Linked DNA regions of Bos taurus: region 2 is linked to region 1. Evidence: chromatin contacts called from public Hi-C data. All regions are on one chromosome and are shown on one strand. Each heading gives the region's core, a stretch centred on a gene start, on an enhancer-like site or on the middle of the called end of the contact. The rest is flanking DNA. Distances are from core to core; before and after follow the strand shown.

Region 1 (7,103 bases), core at 2,659-5,158:
CCTCAACTGACGTGACAAAGAGCAGCATTGCCCAGTTGAAGTGGCTCAAACTCTTGGCCCTCAGAATGCAAAATGGTGCAGCCACCAAGGAAAACAGCTTGGTGATTTCTCCAAGTTAAACATAGAACAGTCATAAGACCCAGCAACTCCACTCTTCTCCTGGAGAAGGAATGGCAACCCACTCCAGGAGGTGGAAATGGCAACCCACTCCAGTATTTTTACTGGAGAATTCCATGGACAGAGGAGCCTGGTAGGCTACAGTCCATGGGGTCACAAAAGAGTCAGACACAACTGAGTGAATAAACAGCAACAATTCCACTCTTACATACATATCCCAAAGAACTGAAGGCAGAACTTGATGTTTGCACACTCGTGATCATGGGAGCATTGATCACAGTGACCAAAAGGGAGAAACAACCCTAAACTCCAACAACAGATGAATGGATAAATAAAATATGATATATACAAATATTAGAATATTTATTCAGCCATGAAAGGGAATGAAATTTTGATACCTACCTCAACATGGATGAATCTTGAAACCATTATGCTTAGTGAAATAAGCCAGACACAGAAGGACAAATATTGTATGGTTCCACTTGTATGAGGGACCTAGAATAGGCAAATTCATAGAGAAAACAGGAAACAGAACAGCGGTTACCAGGGGCTGGGGGAAGTGAGGTAACTAATAGTGTGTGCTTAGTCACTCGGATGTGTCTGACTCTTTTGCAACCCCGTGGACTATAGCCCTTCAGGCTCCTCTGTCCATGGGATTTTTCAGACAAGAATACTGGAGTGGGTCACCATTTCCTACTCCAGGGGATCTTCCGGACCCAAGGATCGAAACTACGTCTCCTGTGTCTCCTGCATGGCAGGTGGATTCTTTACCTGCTGAACCATCAAGGGACGGGAGGAGTGTGGAGTTATTGTTGATGGGTACAGAGTTTTTGTTGGGGATGATGAAAAAGTTTTGGGTATAGATAGTGGTGATTTTTACAAAATACTTTGAACGCAGTTAATACCACTCAATTTTATACTTGAAAAGGGTTAAAATGGGAAATTTTACATCATATACACTTTACCACAATAAAAAAATTTTCCTGATCCACAGAATACATCAGATAGCAAAATAGGCAGAGCCACTAATATGAGGTTTTTGTTCAGCAGCAAAGCAGAACAAAACGCGCTTAGGAAAAAAGTCAAGCAAGAAATGTACAGAACACGCCAAAACTCTACTGGTGGAAACTGAGTAAGATTTGAATACGATGGGAGAGAAATTAGTCAGAGTTCTCTAGTCAGGGTTTTTAGAGAAACGGAAGGTCCTGCCACTTCCTCCCTGTGTGTGCATGCATGCTCAGTCGTGTCTGACTCTCTGCAACTCCATGGACTGTAGCTCACCAAACTCCTCTGTCCATGGGATTTCCCAGGCAAGAACACTGGAGTGCGTTGCCATTTCCTTCTCCAATGCATGCAAGTGAAAAAGTGAAAGTGAAGTCACTCAGTCGTGTCCGACTCTTAGCGACCCCATGGACTGCAGCCTACCAGGCTTCTCCATCCATGGGGTTTTCCAGGCAAGAGTATTGGAGTGGGGTGCCATTGATGTATGCTAAATCCATCACAGTTTGCTTCTCATCAGTGTTGCTTACCAATACATCTGTCACCCAGAACATGATTGGTACCAAGGGATGTTTGTCCCACTATAATCTTTATGTGTGTGTGTGTTAGTCGCTGGCTGCACTGGGTCTCTTTGTTGCAGCACATGGGATCTTCAGTTGTGGCGTGTGGGATCTAGTCCCCTGATCAGGGATCCATCCCTGGCCCTCTGCCTTGGGAGCACAGAGTCTTAGCCACTAGACCACTAGGGAAGTCCCAACCCCACTATAATCTTGATCAAAGAAAGAAGTGAAAGAAAGTGAAGTTGCTCGGTCGTATCCGACTCTGCGACCCCATGGACTGTAGCCCACCAGGCTCCTCCATCCATGGAATTTTCCAGGCAAGAGTACTGGAATGGGTTGCCATTTCCTTTTCCAAGGAATCTTCCCAACCCAGGGATTGAACCCAGGTCTCCTGCATTGCAGGCAGACACTTTACCACTTGAGTCACCAGGGAAGACCAATCTTTATCAAACTAGTATACAAACACATGTAAGAATATCCTTGGGGCTTCCCAGGTGGCATTAGTGGTAAGGAATCTGTCTGCCAGTGCAGGAGACATGAGTTCCATCCCTGGATCAGGAAGATCCCCTGGAGAAGGAAGTGGCAACCCACTCCACTATTCTTGCCTGGTGAATCCTATGGACAGAGGAGCTTGGTAGGCCATAGTCCATGAGGTCGCAAAGAGTTGGACACGACTGAGCATCTGAACAAGAATACCCTTATGTACATGTAATAAAAACAATGCTAGAAAATCATATTCTTTTTATTAAGCTGCAAAAGGGGATCCTTACAAAGCAAGTCTGTAGGCGCCTCCCTTATTCCCATGCCATAGGCCACCCTCTTCCAAACAGATTGCTGCCTAGCCCCTTCTTTTAGAAATTCTAGAGGTCTTAAAGGCCATAGAAAGGCTTCCCTGGTGACTCAGATGTAAAGAATCCTCCTGCAGGATGAGGAGGGTTTGATCCGTGGGTGGAGAAGATCCCCTGGAGAAGGTAATGGCTACCCACTCCAGTTTTCTCACCTGGAGAATTCCGTGGACAGAGACGCCTGGCAGGCTACAGTCCATGGGGCCCCAAAGAGTCAGAGAGGACTGAGCAACTAACACTTTCACTTCACAGAACATAGACACAAGGCAGATGAGTGGCCCTTTAGACAAGGCTGTCCCATTGCTTATGCTCAGCTCGCCTGGAGGTTCCTGGCTGTTGGAAGCCCTCCCATGACCGTGTCTCCCCCTCTGCCAGCAGGCTCAGAGTGCTAAGAGGGTCTTTCCAGAACCCCTGGGTCACATTCTGGGGGTGGAGGGTTGGGGTGTCTGCCTGGCCTATCTAGATGCCAGTCCACTTAGTCCTCAAGCCTGGCCACCCCCAGGGGGATACAGGGCTGGACTAGGCAAGTGGAACGTGCACGGCTGGTACTGCCAATTCGAGCATCATGAGAGGGTCTGATGACTCCAATAACAAGTTCTTGAGTCAGCACCACCGTCCACGTGGAAACGAATTGAGCCTGGGGGTGTTTAGAACCAACCACGGGGCAGAAGGGAGGGGAATGTACCCTAAATCCGGTCTCTAGTGGGCTCAGGGCTCCAGGGCCATGAGGGGCAAAGGGCGGCTTGAGATTCAAAAGCGCCACAGACCTGCCTCCCTGGTCTTCGGCCGCCGCAGAGCCCCCGAGGGAAGGATGAGCGCCGACTGGCGGCCGGCCGTGGAGGCGGCCACAGACTGAGTGAGCCCGGTAATTTGTCACACCGAGAGCCTGCTCCGTGCCCAGCGGCGACGTTGCACAACTTGCCCCGGGGGACACTGTTCTGACAAAGTCCAGTGGAAAGTTGCCCCTTGGAGTGAAGCTATGCAGCGGTCCTGTCTCAGCCTGTGAGGACCCCACAAGCCTGCGGGGGAGCGGGAACGCTCGAGCAGGGGCTTTCTGGACAACGGATTTGCGCCCAGGGCGAAGGCTGTGGAGGGCATGTTGGGTCTGCCTAGAGCCTAAGTGCTTGAGATGGGGATGGAAAAGGAGGGCGGGGATAACTGTGAAGGGTCCCCAGGGTCATACTGGGGAGTTCAGGTTTTATTCTGGGCCAGACATTTTAAATATAGGTGGCTTGGAGATATGCAGCGTTAGGCCACCACAGTGTTTAAAAAACTTCTGAAGGACTTCCCTAGCGGTCCAGTGGTTAGGACTCCGGGCTCCCAGTGCAGGAGAGCAGACTTCTTTCATGCAAGATTGGAAGGACACGAAAGAACTCAAACCACCAGCCTGCAGGCAGCCACAAGCAGGTTCCGGGTACAACAGGGCGCTGGGCGGAAGGAACACTGAAGACTCTAAAGAGGGAACAAGCGCCATCTTGTGGCCACTTCTGGAGTAGCAATAGAGAACTGGGACAAGTTTCTGTATTTTGCTCCAATTCTGTTTCAGGTCTTCAGCAAAGCAGAAAAAAAAAAAAAAAAATCCAGAGAGTAGTGTAGTATCTGGGGGCTTCCCCAGGTGGCTCAGTGGTAAAGAATCAGCCTATAATACAGGAGATGTGGATTCGATCCCTGGGTCAGGAACCCTGGAGAAGGAAATGGCAACCTGCTCCAGTATCCTTGCCTGGGAAATCCTTATGGACAGAGGAGCCTGGCAGGCTACAGTCCCCAGTCACAAAGAGTCGGACACAACTAAGCAACTAAACAGCCTAAAGACCAGAAACAACTAATTTAACACATTCCCTCTTCTATGATCACAACTGACCTCCTCCATATTCCCCAAACAGTTCACAATGGTGGGAGGGTTGGGGGTGGAGGATCCTTTATGAGCGCTTTGACTCAACTTTGGAGTTAAGTTTGGGTTCTCAGGAGGTCTCCTATTTTCCAGGGAGCTTCCCTATCAGATCCCTGCTCGCAACGCATTTTTATTCAACACTGCATAGCTTGTTTACCTTTAAGCTTGAGAGGCACTTAGAAGTAAATGGAGATGCAACTTCCCTAGAGGTGGTTTTCAAAGAACCCTGACAAGAGAGTGTTAGTGCAGTCACGGAGGGGGGGGGGGGCGCCTCGGCAGGGTCTACTGTGGGGCGTCTCCTCCTTTCCAAAGCTGCTTTTCCACCCACACTCACACACGTGAATTGGCATCTCTCAACACAAGCCTGATCTAAGTGGGTAGAGTCCCAAACCCAGACACATGGGTCCTTTTTATCACCCTTACTGCTGACTGCCTCTAGGAGACAGATGGGAAGGCAGGTCTGAAGGCGTTTTAAGAAAAACAGATCTAGAGTCAATGACCACTCCCCAAGCTCTTTGTAAGAGGTGAAGATGCCACAGAGTTTCAATATTTTTTTTAAATTAAGGATTATAAGTTTGCATGGAATATTTGTGTTTATGATCCTTGCAATTGTCTCCTTGGCTGATGTTTTGCCTTCTTCTTTTTTGTTTCATTGTAAATATCTTTTTTAATTACCTTAAATCTATGGTGGCTTAAGTTGTGGTGTACATGTTTATGAATTTGTCCTAAGTCACTCAGTCATGTCCTATTCTGTGTGACTCTATGGACTGTAGCCTGCCAGGCTCCTCTGTCCGTGGGAATCTCCAGGCAAAATACTGGAGTGGCTTGCCATTCCCTCCTCCAGGGGATTTTCTCCACGCAGGGATCAAACCTGTGTCTCATGTCTACCTGCATTGGCGGGAGGGTTCTTTATCACTAGCGCCACCTGGGAAGTCCATAGATATGTATGCTGGCAAATAAGTCTTGAATCCATGAATGAGTGATTAGTGAGGGAAGGAAATACCCAGGTTGGAACAGGAGGGGGTGGAAGTGAGTAACAGAGTTGTGTTCAGGTCATGTGTGTGTGTGCTAAGTCGCTTCAGTCATGTCTGATTCTGTGTAACCCTATGGACTGTAGTCTGACAAGCTCCTCTGTCCATGGGATTCTCCAGACAAGAATGCTGGGTGGCTATGCCCTCCTCCAGGGGATCTTCCCAACCCAGGGATCAAACCGGCATCTCTTATGTCTCCTGCATTGGCAGGTGGGTTCTTTACTACTAGCTCCACCTGGGAAGTCCCTCAGGTCATAGAAGGAGATAAGCAGAAGCAGCAGACAGAAAACAAGGCAGGTGTTGGTATCCAAAGGTTGCTTCAGCCAGGAGCTAGGGGCAACGTGGACCTAAACTCACAAGCAGTTGCCAGGTACAGGAAGAGTGTTTTCTGAGTAAACATTTTCAGAAATATTGTTTTGTGTAGAAAACTTGGTTTAGGACTATTTCAATATTTAATATTAAAAATCACATCTTAATTTTTGAAAGAAAATGCTTCAGCCATCAAATTTGTCAGCAAAATGAAACAAGAAAACTACGTGCTAAAATACCAAAGTTAAAAAAAAAATTAAAAAAAAATAAATAAAATACCAAAGTTACGTGAGCAAAATCACCAACAACCCGAAAAACCTGTTTGTTTTGTTTTTCAGAGCTTCAAACTGATTGCATACTGATTGATGTCTGGGATTTGCTGTAAACTATTTCCATAGAGACTAAAAGAAGCAAAATGCAAAGGAATAGATGGAGAGACAAAATAAATGTGACGAAATGTTCGTATGTTTTGAATCTGAGCAATGGGTTTATGGGGATTCCTTTTCTATTCTCTATACTTTTGAATATGTTTGTTTTCATTTAAAAAAATGTGAAGACTTTTGGTTTCAGCTAGAACACAAACATCTGGAAAATTGTCACCCTATCCTCAAAACCAGAAAAAAATAAACTGAAAATTAGCAACTTTTCTTAGATACATCCAAATACTGAGGTGGTAGGGCAAATCTGCGTGGTGAAAAATGAAGAGAGGGACTTCCCTAGTGGCCCAGAGGTTAAGAACTCACCTTGCAATGCAGGGGACATGGATTCAATCTCTGGTCCATCAGCAGATGAATGGATAAAGAAAATGTGGTATGTACATACAGTGGAACATAACTATTCATTCCTTAAAAAGAAGGAATTCCTGTCCTATGCTATTAATACAATAGGGATAGACCTCGATGGCACTATGCTAAGTGAAATAAGCTCATCTCAGAAAGACAAGTACTGTGTGATTGAACTTATATGAGGTCTCTAAAATAGACTTCAGAAATAGAAAGAAAATGGTGGTTGCCAGTGGCTGAAGGGAATAGGAGGTAGGGAGTTGGTGTTCATTGACGCAGAGTTTTTTTTAGAATAGGAAAGTTCTAGGAATCAGTTGCATGGCAATCTGCATGGGGTTGACAGTATTGTAGTACAGTCTTGAAAATTGTTGAAGGGGTGAATTTTACATTTTGCCAGGGTGGGGGTGGGGGTTGCCACAGTTTTTTACATGGAATTTTCAGATGGGACTTTCTTGATGGTCCAGCGGTTGAGACCCCACCCTTCCAATGCAGGGGGCACAGGTTCAATCCTTGGTCAGGGAACTAAGATCCCACATGCTGCACAGCAGGGCCAAAAAAATAAATAATCG
Region 2 (7,103 bases), core at 2,539-5,038, 430 kb before region 1:
GTCAAAGGCTTTGGCATAGTCAATAAAGCAGAAATAGATGTTTTTCTGGAACTCTCTTGCTTTTTCCATGATCCAGCAGATGTTGGCAATTTGATCTCTGGTTCCTCTGCCTTTTCTAAAACCAGCTTGTACACCTGGAAGTTCATTTTATCTTAATGGCTACTAATGCTTAGGCCCCCCAGGTAGTGCTAGTGGTAAACAACCCACCTATCAATGCAAGAGACATAAGAGACGCTAATTTGATCCCTGGGTGGGGAAGATCCTCTGGCAGAGGACATGGCAACCCACTCCAGCTTTTTGCCTGGAGAATCCTGTGAACAGAGGAGCCTGGTAGGTTACAGTCCATAGGGTCGCAAAGAGTCGGACACAACTTAACATGCACTCATTAATACTTATCCCTGAAGTCTTCTGGGACTTATTCCCAAACTTCTTTTCTGCCTCATTTCCCATTAGAGATATTAGCTTTTTCTACATACATCCTTACACTACTCTTTCTCAAACATAGCTTAACATTTTCCACAATTCTGTATCTTTGCTTTAATTATAAAATATAAGGATTCAATGCCTTGTGGAGCCCCCAGTGGGGAATAAGACTTAATGGGTCCAAAACAAATTCAAAGTTCCGGGAAAGTATAAAAAGTTATTAAGCCACCCCCCAACCCCATCATCAGCTCCTGAGGCTGCTGCCCCTTTCCAGCTTCACTCACCCCTCAGCCTGCAGACTGCCTGCCAATTGGTGCCTTCCTCCACCTCAGCCTGTGTGTGCTTAGTTGCTCAGTCATGTCCGATTCTTTGTGACCCCGTGGACTGTAGCCCACCAGGCTCCTCTGTCCATGGGATTCTCCAGGCAAGAATACTGGAATGGGGTCTGTCCGAGCCACCAGGGAAGCCCTCGAGCTGCCAGCTATTGATTCTGACCTGTTACCACTCGAATACAACTTGGGGAGGAACTGACGGCAAATGCACGCTGTGATTGCCCAAGGCCTTAATCTGCTTTTCCACTTGGGGCTGGAAAAAGTTAGGAAAGGGAGGTGCCTGGAGTTTGATAAGGAGCTAAGTTATCTTGCCTGCTGGTTAATAGCTAACTGGTTAAGAGCTAACTTTATTGCCCAGGTTCGCATAGCTGTTGGCCTTTTCCATGGCAAAAAAAGAGGAGCTTTCTTTCACTGAGAAGGCAATAGAAGAACAAAATCTGGAACAAAGATGCCCAAGGAAACCTGATCTTTAGGGCTATCTGCAGTGTTCCCTGCACTCAGAGGTTAAGAAGCAATTTAATGATTAGAACCAATAGATCATGTGTTAACTCAACAAATGTTGATTCAGGATTGCTTGTGTGTCTGGACCAGCCCAAGGTGTTGAGCAAAGGGAACTTCCTGATACTGAGAGGCCTTCAACTGGGATGCCAGAGAACAGCTAGTCCCCAAGTCTGGCTTTTGGCATCACCCACTTATTTGTGTATGTATGTGTTCAATCTTGCCTGACTTTTTGCAAGTCCATGAACTGTTGCCCATCAGGCTTCTCTGTCCATGGAATTTTCCAGGCAAGAATATGGAGTCAGTTGCCATTTCCTTCTCCAAGAGGTCTTCCTGACCCAAGGATCGAACCCATGACTCTTGCATCTCCTGCATTGGCAGGAAGATTTTTTAGCACTAGCGCCACCTGGGAAGCCCCAACATAAGAAAGATTTATTGCTAAAGTCCAAGCACTTGCAGATTGTCAGCAATGGTAAAGAAGCTGACTATGAAGTAGGAGCCTTCAGGGCCTGCCCTTGGCAAATTCCTGCTGTGCTGAGTGTTAAGTCACTTCAGTCGTGTCTGTCTCTTTCTGATGGACAGAGAAGCCTGTCCATGGGATTCTCCAGGCAAGAATACTGGAGTGGGTTGCCATTTCCTTCTTCAGGGGATCTTCCTGACCCAGGGATTGAACCTGCATCTCTTATGTCTCCTGCATTGGCAGGCGGGTTCTTTACCACTAGCTAGACTTTGGCAAACATGATTTGGGCCCAGTGGAAGAAGCAGTCTGAGTGCAAGGACTGGTCCACTTTCCCAGATCACAGGAGAACTAAGTCAGTACTGCCAGCCTCTTGCTGAGTTGCTGACAATACTCTTTGGACCTGGTCTCAAGTCCCTGTCTATGAGGAAAGCTCCAAAGAAAGGAAAATATATCTCTGGGGACAAACACCCCATTCTAGGACATCATGACCCTGTGGGATTTTTGTATGGGTCGAAGCTGTCTTTTCAAAGGGTTCTGTCTCTTGTCTTCTAAATTAATTGACACACTGCTTTCAAACTGTGATGCTGGGGAAGACTCTTCAGAGTCTCTTGGACAGCAAGGAGATCCAACCAGTCAATCCTAAAGGAAATCAACCCTGAATATTCTTTGGAAGGACTGATGTTGAACCTGAAGTTCCAATACTTTGGCCACCTGATGCAAGAGCTGACTCACTGAAAAAGACCTTGATGCTGGGAAATATGGAGGGCAGGAGGAGAAGGGGATGACACAGGATGAGATGGTTGGGGGCATCATAGACTCAATGGACATGAGTTTGAACAAACTCTGGGAGACAGTGAAGGACAGGGAAGACTGGTGTGCTGTAGTCCATGGGGTCAAAAAGAGTCGGACTTGACTGAGTTACTGAACAACAGCAATAATTAAGACTACAGCCTACCTTTACACTCAGATTTGCAAGTATAAATTGGGTACTCTATTCTTAGATATGAAAGGAGAAGTATCCTAAGAAAATAATTCAGGTGACTATGACTAGTTATTTAAACAGTTCTTTAAAAGCTTAGTCTGCCTTGCCAATTAATTATAGGACAGAAGCTATGTTTTACATTTACAGCTTGACTCTTTGTAAAAATAATTTTTATATTGAAGTATAGTTGGTTAACAATGCTGTGTTAGTTTCAGGTATATAGCAAAGTGATTCAGTTATATATATATATATATATATATATATATATCTCCATTCTTTTTCAGATTCTTTTCCCGTATAGGTTATTATAGAATATCGAGTAGAGTTCTCTATGCTATACAGTAAGTCCTTGTTGATTATCTATTTTATGTATAGGTATATAGATATAGTGTAGATAGATATAGTATTAGTTGCTCAGTTATATCTGACATTGCAGCACCATGGACTGCAGCCCACCAGACTCCTCTGTCCATGGAATTCTCCAGGAAAGAATACTGGAGTGGGTAGCCATTCCCTTCTCCAGGGGAATCTTCCCCACTCAGGGTGGAGCCTGGGTCTCCTGCATTGCAGGCAGATTCTTTGCTGTGTGAGCTGCCAGGGAAGCCCATATTTTGTATATGGTAGTGTGTATATTATACAGTTGACTCTTTAAGTGATCAGAAATCTAAAACCAAGGCGTTGGCACAGCTGCATCACTCCTGGAGGCTCTAGAAGAGAATCCTTTTCCTTTCCAATTTCTAGAGGTCATCCCCATTCCTTGAAATAAGGTCCCTTCCCTCATCTTCAAAGTGCATCTCTCCAACCTCTGCTTCCTTCCTCTCACTTCTTTTTTCCTTTGATCCTGTTGCCTCCCTCCTGTAAAGATTTAAGTTTACATTGGGCCCATCTGGATAATCCAGGACAATTTCTCCCATCTCAAGATCTTTAATCACATTTGTGAAATTCATCTAGGCAGGTAAAAAACTGCCAAATTGCTTTTCAAAGTGATTGTACCCTTCTAAAGTCCCACCCACCATATGTGAGAGTTTCAGTTTCAGCAGTATTTTTAACACTGTAACCTACTTACTTTGGTTCCTGTGGTAGGCATGCCTCCCCACACAGCATCACTTTGCCTGTCCTTCTGTGTCAATACCACCTCATGGAGGAGGGCACATATGTCTAGCCCTAGGTAACGAATCATGACGGTACTGAGTCATTTGCAACAATCTTGTTTCCTACCTTCTCAGTCTCGTTTTCAGCTAGATGTAAACTTCGGACCCTGTTCCAGCCAAAGACACATAGACAGCAAAATTGTTAGTCACTTAGTCACATCCAACTCTTTTGTGACCCCATGGACTGTAGCTGGCCAGGCTCCTCTGTCCGTGGAAATCTCCAGGAAAGAATACTAGAGTGGATTGCCTTTCTCTTCTCCAGGGGATCTTCCCAACCCAGGGGCTGAACTCAGGTCTCCTGTATTGCAGGCAGATTCTTTACCATCTGAGCCACTAGGGAATCCCCAAGGGGAAATCTAATCTGATGTAGAGGCTTCTGGAAGAGCTTTTGCTCTTCCTCTGTAGAGATAAATACATCCTTTGACTTTATCCCCTTATTTCTCTCTTGTATGTGCACATGATGGCTGGGACTGCAATAACCCTATTGCTATCATAATGAAAAGGCTGAGAATCATAGGAACATGTGGCATTAATAACTCCCAACAAGTCTGTTCAATTAAGTCACTGTTAATTGGGTGTTCTGCTACTTGCTATTGAACACAATTCTTATGGATACCACATTTTCCCTTCACTACTATGAGGAAGACTAGCAGAGTTAATGCACAGTTTTCTTTCTTCTCTTCATTTCTGCTTTATGGTCCAGATTTCTATATTTCGGTCATTTATCTAGATTTTATTTTGGGGAGGACATCATCGTGAGAGATAATGAAAAGTTAGTGCGTGTTGGGTTTGCTAAAAGCATCCATTGTTCACTGAAATCTCATGTATTTTTACCTTCATGAGTTGGGCAATCTTTATTTTAAACAGGGGCAAAAGCTGATTTGGAAACTTTGTGGATATAGAGTATGGATTAAAAAGGCAGATGTGTAGAATGGGCAATGCCATTCATGAGGCATCCAGGACCAGTTGGTTTCAAATGACAAAAAAATCTGTTCAAACGTAAGCCTTTTTGGAAAAGTCTTGGAATTTATTGAGTCATACAACCAAACTTTGGAAAAAGAAAGACAGCTTTAGAGATAATGATCTTGGTATGAAGAGCCATGGGGACGCTAGGCTGAGTTCATTTCCCATTAGTGCATCTCTGTGTGGCCAACTGTGGGCTTCCCTTTATAGAGGAGAATAGGGCCTCCAGGAGCTCCAGACACATCCTAACAGCATATGGCTAGAGAGGAAGAGAAGATTCTCCCTCCAGGTGCATCTTTTGAGATCCAAGAGAAAGACTTTGACATGCCAACTTGAATCAGGTACTTACCTCTCCTGTTGCTTATCCTGTTTGGATGTTCTAGTTTCTGTCTTTTGTGTAAGACTTTCCCCGAATTGTCTAATAATTCTTAGTTGTCTGCTTATTTCTGAAAGAGTATCTAAAAACACAACTGGAACCTCCACGCGCCCATTTGGAGCTTGTTCAATGACCCTCCTACAAGGTTGATCTGACTGGACCACTAAGATGTAGAACCTCCACTCCCCGTATGTTCAGATTTTTCCCCTTGGGCTGGTAAAATTCCCCAAAGAAGATTCTCCCAGTCTCCTGAATGAAAGGGTCTAACTGCTAATGTTTTGAGACTAGGGTGACATTCTGGTTTGCTCAGGACTGTATTGGTTTTAAAACTCCAAGTCTCCATCCTGGAAACACCTGCAGTCCCAAGAAATTGAGATGGTTGGACACCCTAGGCCATTATTCTGGGAATTAAGTGGGGAAAGAGGGTTGGGTGATCTCATCATTTGGTATGCACATAGATCAGGTCGTATTCAGTTTGGTGTGCACGCGTGAGTGCTAAGTCGCTTCAGTTGTGTCCGCCTCTCTGTGTCCCCATGGAAGGTGACCCACCCTCAAATGTGCATATTATCTATCAGTCTAGAGGCTATTTTACTCCAGAGTATAAGTTTTCACTCTTCTGCTGGGTTTGGGGAAGGTGGACCAGATTTGAAGACCTGACCACTTCCTTGTCAGTCAGCCAACATCCTTAATTAAAGGCCCTATTTCCAGAGATATCTGATACCATTGATTTCAGAGGCTTTGGGGATTCTATAGTGTCCACCAGATTGGACATTATCTTTCCCCACAAACTGCTTAGACTATACTTTTTGTGTTTGTTTAACCACTTACCACTCATATTTCTGCTTTCTAGAATCCAGATTTTTATACCTCTTGTCTCTTCTCCCATTCTCCTAATTTCTCTGAGTTTATAACTTCTAAAAAATACTTTTTACAGTTGTAGGGAGGCATGAAAGTAGTTGGATATATTCAAAATGCCACATTTGCCCAAGAGTCTATAAGAATAATCTTTTCAAACACTTTTTAGTCAAATATCTCAGTGTCTTGGGCAGTGTAAGTTTCAGAACTTCCTGCTATTGTCCACTGTGTCACTCACTGTATTCTTACCATTTGCAAACACAGTTAGTAGACTCTGGTATTAGCTTACCTATTTCCAACTTGTCTAAAGACCAAAAATGATGATATAAACTATAAAATGTTTACAGAGGCAAAAAAAAAAAAAAATTGACAGCAATGAGACATTTCCCAGGAGATTTAATCTAACTGAAGTTAGAATTGTAGTTTATCCTGACTTGGTGAGTCCTTTTTTATATTTTTATTTACTACATTATATTTATTTACTATAGCAGGAGTCAGCAAACTTTTCCTTTAAAGGACCAGATAGTAAATATTTGTGGGTCGGATAGTCTCTGTCACAACTATATGACTCTGCTGTTATAGTGCAAAAATAGCTACAGTAAATATGTAAATATGATGACAGAAGACAAGGTGGTTGGATGGCATCACTGACTCCATGGACATGAGTTTGAGCAAGCTCCAGGAGATGGTGAAGGACAGAGAAGCCTGGCGTGCTGCAACAGTCCATGGGGTGGCAAAGAGTCAGATGCGACTGAGCGACTGAACAACAAATATGCAAATAAATGATCATGGCTGTATTCCAGTAAAACTTGGTGTACAAAAACAGGCAACAATCTGGATTTGACTCATGGGGTGGTACTTGCTATCCCTGCTCTATGCTCTTAAGATTCTGACCCCATTTCCAACATGTGGCAGGAGGAGGGGTGGTTCTCATGCCAACACAAAATTCTTAGACACCAGCCAAGTCTCCACAATCCAACTCAGTTCTGACAAAGATTTACCTGGAGGCAGTGTTGGACACGACAGGTTAAGGGCTCAGTCCCACAAACCTGCCCCCTCTCTG

The links. Hi-C and Micro-C count contacts between places; a contact is called where the count stands out from the background.
Region 2: a contact with region 1 is called in a Hi-C map of liver, with 6 times the contacts expected there. The contact joins two enhancer-like sites. A contact is called at or near these places in 2 of 11 Hi-C or Micro-C datasets (liver and skeletal muscle).

What each region holds. Positions count from the first base shown.
Region 1 is chr11:50,069,291-50,076,393 of ARS-UCD2.0, reverse strand. No RefSeq gene overlaps it. Among named protein-coding and RNA genes, the nearest start is that of TRNAG-CCC, 17 kb to the left of the region's middle. Within about 2 kb of position 3,908, at least 63 of the 102 cell types and tissues checked have an H3K27ac peak or open chromatin away from gene starts, as enhancers often do. A contact at or near this core is called in liver, where this site is marked.
Region 2 is chr11:50,494,811-50,501,913 of ARS-UCD2.0, reverse strand. No RefSeq gene overlaps it. Among named protein-coding and RNA genes, the nearest start is that of DNAH6, 12 kb to the right of the region's middle. Within about 2 kb of position 3,788, at least 10 of the 102 cell types and tissues checked have an H3K27ac peak or open chromatin away from gene starts, as enhancers often do. A contact at or near this core is called in liver, where this site is marked.